Linked DNA regions of Gossypium hirsutum: region 2 is linked to region 1. Evidence: chromatin contacts called from public Hi-C data. All regions are on one chromosome and are shown on one strand. Each heading gives the region's core, a stretch centred on a gene start, on an enhancer-like site or on the middle of the called end of the contact. The rest is flanking DNA. Distances are from core to core; before and after follow the strand shown. Region 1 holds the start of LOC107886471 (ranBP2-type zinc finger protein At1g67325). Region 2 holds the start of LOC107886462 (REF/SRPP-like protein At1g67360).

Region 1 (3,007 bases), core at 154-2,653:
CCCAATTGTGATAGAACTTGTCATTTTGCCACACTTGTTGCAATACCGCAAGGGTCAGATATCAATACCTCTACCCCTGGAGCCAAACATTGACTTGAAAACCACTTGTTTTGATACCCAAAGGCTTATTACCAAAACTTGGGTTTAAAAAAAAAATACCAAAACGCCTTTAAACATAGTAACATAAAACATGCTTTGGCCATACTTCAAAGATATCATGAAAAGCAAATTTGATATCAATCTAAGCATTGATTAAATGAAAATTTGGCTTCATGAATGCCAACTTACTTGGAACTTCAATTTAATAAGCTCAAACATAACCACCAGAGCTTCTAACATATCAATTAAATATTAGGCTACTCAAGATAACAAATGGCCATTGAAACTAGCATGATCATACATATCGACATTCTAGATACATGCCACAAGTCATAAATACACTAAGTTTCATACTATAGATAAGTTTGTTGCTAGTGTGATGATTTCAAGTTGAGACGACTTCAAGGATTTGAAAGCGATAATCTACAAGCAAAAACAATAACACGTAAGCATGAAATACTTAGTAAACTTAAATAGAAAAATACTATACTAGAAAGAACTCAATAAGCTTTACACATACATGTTAGCAATGGCATATAAATAAGGTAACTGCATAAGAATCCATATAAATGTGATGGAATACAATATTCAGTAAGTGTTCATAATCTTTTTTTTTCCTTTGCTTACGTACATGCACTTAATTCATGACATTGTAATATTCAATTACCATTTCTCAAGTTGATCAAAATTGTCAAATTCATGCATTTTATAACCATAAATTCTTTTCCTTAATCATTTCTAGTTCTTTTTCACCCAATGTAGCCTTAGTGAATTATATATGCTCTCTCTTTTATGTGACAATATTATTTATGAATTTGTTTTATGATTTTAAGAAAAATATTTTACTGTTGACAATATAATATCGTACATGTAAATTAAAAATAATACATTTTAATAATTATGATTTTTATTTTAAAAAACCTTGCAATCAAACTATACAAAACAATTTTTTAAATATTTTAAATAATTAACCTAATATATTTTAATTCATACTAAATTAATTAATGTATCACATATGTAAACCTATATATTAGATTGAGATCAATAAGATTATTTAAAAGCAATTGAACCTTGACCAACAAATTCGAGGCATGCTAATTGAAGAGTACATGGACCGTCCAAAATAGGCAAAGGTCACACCGAAGTCCAAACACCGGCCCCCATCCAAATCACAATAACGGCGTCAGAAATTCAGAGGGGCAGCAGCGAGCAACCGTTTATACTTATTTTAAACCAAATTTTCAACTACATCCCTCACATCACGCATAAAAGTTCCCTGGTTATTCTGTTTAAAGTCCGTTAGTTTGTCGCCGCCCTTTTATCGCAGGTAGGGCAAATTCCCAATTCCCTCTCTCTTGTTTCGAATCTTCACACCGAAACAGTCATAACTCCCTCTATTGCCGCCGCCTCAATGTCTCAGGTATTATTCCCTTCCAATTCTCTGAATTTGCCCTCTTATAGATTCGAGCATCCAACTTAATAGATCTAATAATAGATTTGTCTTGAAAATCAATTCCCCTTTGTCAAACTAGGATTCTCTTTTTTCTTTCGATTTTTTTTATGTGCTTTTCTGTTGCTGCTTAATTCTCCAATTTATTATTGAAAAGTGGAAATTAATTTCGTAATTATTGCGTAGTATCGATTTATGCACATAGTTTCGGTGATTAACCTTCTTTCTTGGGGGTGGCAATTGGTTCAGGTTGATAATAGAAACTCTTCTGCAGCGAAGCGAGCTAGAACCGATGGTATGCCGCTTAATTTTATTTTTATTTCATTCTGTGTACTTTTTAACATGTTCAATTTTGGCAATTTTGAATTTTTATGGTTAAATTTGTAGGTAGTCGTAGGGAAGATGATTGGACATGCCCTAGTTGCGGGAATGCCAATTTTTCATTTAGAACTACTTGCAATATGCGCAATTGCACTCAACCCAGGCCAGCTGTTCATAACTCAGTAAGTCTTCATATTTATTAGCCAATGGCGTTCAAAATATTCCTGAGTTTTTGAATATTGTTGAAATTTTAATTGCTTTAGTTTTGGCTCGTAGGTTTCGATTTTCTGTTCAGATTGGAATTGTTTTTCAACAGAATTAGTAATAGAAGAGCGGATTCTTCAAAATATGTGGCTTAGCCAGTTATTTTGTTAATACCTGGTTCTGTGCTGAAAGACCAGAGTATATTATGTGATACCCAATGCTTGCTTCGTTCTAGTCCGTTTATGTCCTATTTTTTTTCATAACTCTGTTTATTATAAAATCGTAAATCTTTTCTACTGTTTGTTTCTCCCTTTAGAAACTGACCCTTTGCATTTTCTTTCTCCCATTATTTATTTTTAAAGCTTGAGTTGGTAATTTTCCCCTTTCAGAAATCTGCAGGCAAGCCTCTCCAGGTGCCACAGAGTTATTCATCGTCTGCTCCATATGTAGGTTCTGGAGCACCATCTTCTATGTATCTCAGTGTACCACCTTATGGTTCTTCCCTCTTCAATGGTTCCTCTATTCCTCCATATGAAGCACCTTTTTCTGGAGGATCGGCTTATCATTACAATTATGGCAGTCGTCTTTCTGGTGGCAGTCCCTTTCGGCCGCTCCATATGCCTTCTGGACCACCCCCTTATTCTAGTGGGCCTATGATAGGGAATGGTATTGGTAATCTGCCTTCCCGTTTATAATTGCTATTACTTTTCATATTTATTCACTCTTGCAAGTTAAATTGTTGACCAAGAAAACCCGTTGATCATAGTTATTTCTTGTCTGCAACCCAACCACCCATTTACGTATATGATTGACCTTAAGCATGATATTAATATCATATTAGTAAGTTATGGGCTTTTTTTTTCTTTTTTACCTAGGTGGAATGTATGGTGTGCCCCCTTTGATGGACCGGTATGGCTTGAGGTTGCCCATGGC
Region 2 (3,007 bases), core at 204-2,703, 800 kb before region 1:
GCAAAATCAGAGTGTTCCCATATTCACATGATACAATCAAATATGCTAGTGGATGTATTGTTGGTTGCTCTCTTTTAGCTATCCATGGTGGAACAAAGGATGGGAAGAAGTTCCAAGCTGATTGGAATGCCATTAAAGCTGTTAAAAATGCACTTAAAATGCCAGTTTTTGCCTGTCTCTTTGTACTAATCCCGCTGTTAGTTATATGTTTCCATGAGTTATATGTGTTGTGTAAGTGGTTGTAGTGTTTAGTACAAAGTTTGCAATTTTTCAGTCTTGTTCTATTTTATTTTGTCACTCAACATGAGCTACTCAGATGATATAGCAGAGTGTATCTCAATTTTTTTACTTCTGCATGTAATAAAATGCCTCACATTTTGGAAATGTTTTACCTTCTACTTATTAATAATTTTATGATTGTTTGGAAAATGAAATTTGTGTTTGTGTTTGGTCATTGCTCAATAATTTGGAGCATGTTTTAACTAAAATATATACATATGGTTGTTTATGTAAATTAATTTGTATTTAACCATAAATAATTATTATTTAATTCAAAAATAAATAAAATTATGTTAGAAAGAATTTTTTTGAACGAGTATTCTTTGATGTTCAAAGCTTAGATTTTGTAAAAATTTTGTTAAAGCCAAATCATCCGAACATAAAAAAAAAATTTATAAGTTCATTTTTGAGAAATTATATTTTTAAGTAATTTTTCATGTAATAGCACACCCTGATTATTAATATATCGAGGATTAACCACTAATATAATAATAAAAGAATATATTGATATTAAATCTGTAGTTCACATCCCAATCCAAAACACTAAACAACTCCGATTCTTCTCCTATATATATTAATATGTTCAATTTTATATAAAATATAGAAAACACAACCTAATACAACTTATAAAATTATAATATTTTTGTAAAAAAAAATCTAATAATTAAATCTTAACGACTCAACACTTGCTTCCCTCCTATCACAATTTTGAGTTCCAAAAGTAAAATGAGACACAAAAGCGGTTGAATTATTTAAAGTTATTGAGTTATTAAATTTTTTTAAAAAAATTTGATTAGTGAATTTTAAGTGACACTTCAATGATCAATAAAATAGATTAATATTTATTAATAAGTATAATAACATATCTTATATCTAAGTTAATTTGATAATTAATGTCAAAAATTAAAGAACAATATTTTTTGAATGTTAGTTTGAAATTTATAACATTCAACATTATTTTTTAAAAAAAATTAAACTGTAAAAAGAAAGAGTAAGAAAATCTTTCAATTTGTGCAAGTAATACAAACGAAAAAAGTTATACAATAATTATTTTAATCATTCAATAGCTTAAATAAAAACTTTTAAATTATTTTAAAATTTTTAAAATTAAATAATTAAAATATAATTTACAAATAATTTAATAATATTCAGCGCAATTAGATAGAATAAAAATTGGTGTGGGAATGGGTGGACCTCACAACAGACCGCCCAAGAATAAGAAAATGGTTCCCTTAGATATTATTGCATCTCCACCAAGTAAGATCCTTCCACGTGTCCTTCTAGAATCCTCTATTTGCTCCCAGAAAAGTAAAGAAAGATGAAATTGGAAAACCGCCCGCTCTGGCATTGTGATATCCTTAGATCCGATATAAACCGTTGGATCTCATCTAACATCCCATATGAATTCATCTATAAAATAAATAAAATTGCACTTGTTTTACACCGTAGATTACGATCGTTTATTTTCTCTCAAAAAAGTGAAGCAAAGAATACTTGCATCAAACAGATGGCAACCATGGAGAAGGTATTTTGATCTCTTCTTTCTTCTTCTCCTCCTTTCTCCCTTATTTTCAAAATTTAAGCTTAGAGCTTTTTTGTTTGTGATTTGATTTAAAATTTTAGGGGTTAGAGTTTGAGAACAAGAATTTAGGCCTCAAGCACCTAAACTTCGTCAGGGTGGCTACAATCCACGCCTTGGTTTGCGTCTCGAACCTTTACGATTACTCTAAACAGAACTCGGGGCCGTTGAGATCCACCGTTGACGCCGTCGAGCATGCCGTTACCACTGCCGTCGGTCCCGCCTACGGGAAATTTAAGGATGTTCCTGATCATTTTCTTGGATTTCTTGATAACAAGGTATTCGCCCATTAAGAAAAAATCACTGTTTGGAACTTTTGATCAGAAGTTTCTGTTGATTAGTTCTTTCTCGTCTTTAAGTTTAGCAAGTAATTTTAGTATTTTGAAATTCATCGGAAGAGTAAGGATTAAATCTAATATTTTAAAAATGGGGAAAGTTAAGTTTAGCGTGAACCAATTTATTCCTAACTTTATTATCGTATTTGATTAAAATAACCGTAGGTAGATGAGGTTTCACACAAATTTGACGAGCATGCTCCAGCACCAGCCAAGCAAGTGGTTAACCTGGCCCACGATTTGGTCCAAAAGGCAACCCAAAAGGCTCAGAAACTAGTAGAGGAGGCTCGAACCAATGGAGCACGAGGGGCTTTGCACTACGCTGCAGCTGAGTACAAGAACTTGGTGTTGGTAAGCTCGACCAAGTTGTGGGTTAAACTGAACAGCAACTTGACTTTCAACTCAGTGACAGAAAAGGTTGTTCCCAAAGCAGCTAATTTGTGTGAGAAATACAACAGTTGGTTAAAGGAGAAGAGCGGAAAAGGTTATCCTGTGGTTGGGTATTTACCATCGATTCCCGTTGATGCCTTTGGGAAGGCTGTTAAGGAAGCTGAAGGAAAAGAGAAAGCAAATGCGGATGATCATAAATCTGAATCAGATTCAGATTAGGTGTTTGGTTTCTGAGTGTGTTAGTAGAGAGGCAATGTGATGCTTTGCCATTGTAAATTGGCTACATGTTGAATCTAATATGACTTGGTTCGTTTAGATGTCTGATATGTTTGCTCTCTGAATTTGTGGCTGATTTCATGATATGCCCTTTTCAACTTTCAATCTTCCAGCTTGTATTAGATTATGAGTACATACGATTAAAAAG

Evidence for each region. A called contact is a pair of places that touch in the nucleus more often than the background predicts.
Region 2: a Hi-C map of leaf shows a contact between it and region 1, with 4 times the contacts expected there. The contact joins the promoter of LOC107886462 here to the promoter of LOC107886471 in region 1. A contact is called at or near these places in 10 of 34 Hi-C or Micro-C datasets (anther, callus, hypocotyl and 1 more).

The regions. Positions count from the first base shown.
Region 1 is chrA03:91,297,370-91,300,376 of Gossypium_hirsutum_v2.1, reverse strand. It overlaps LOC107886471 (ranBP2-type zinc finger protein At1g67325), which reads left to right and starts at 1,403. Exons shown (of 10, transcript XM_016810439.2): 1 at 1,403-1,519; 2 at 1,799-1,844; 3 at 1,937-2,052; 4 at 2,464-2,746; 5 at 2,950-3,007. The coding sequence starts at 1,511.
Region 2 is chrA03:92,094,031-92,097,037 of Gossypium_hirsutum_v2.1, reverse strand. LOC107886462 (REF/SRPP-like protein At1g67360) reads left to right here and starts at 1,453. Exons shown (of 3, transcript XM_016810426.2): 1 at 1,453-1,804; 2 at 1,903-2,136; 3 at 2,359-2,898. The coding sequence starts at 1,598. The coding sequence ends at 2,802.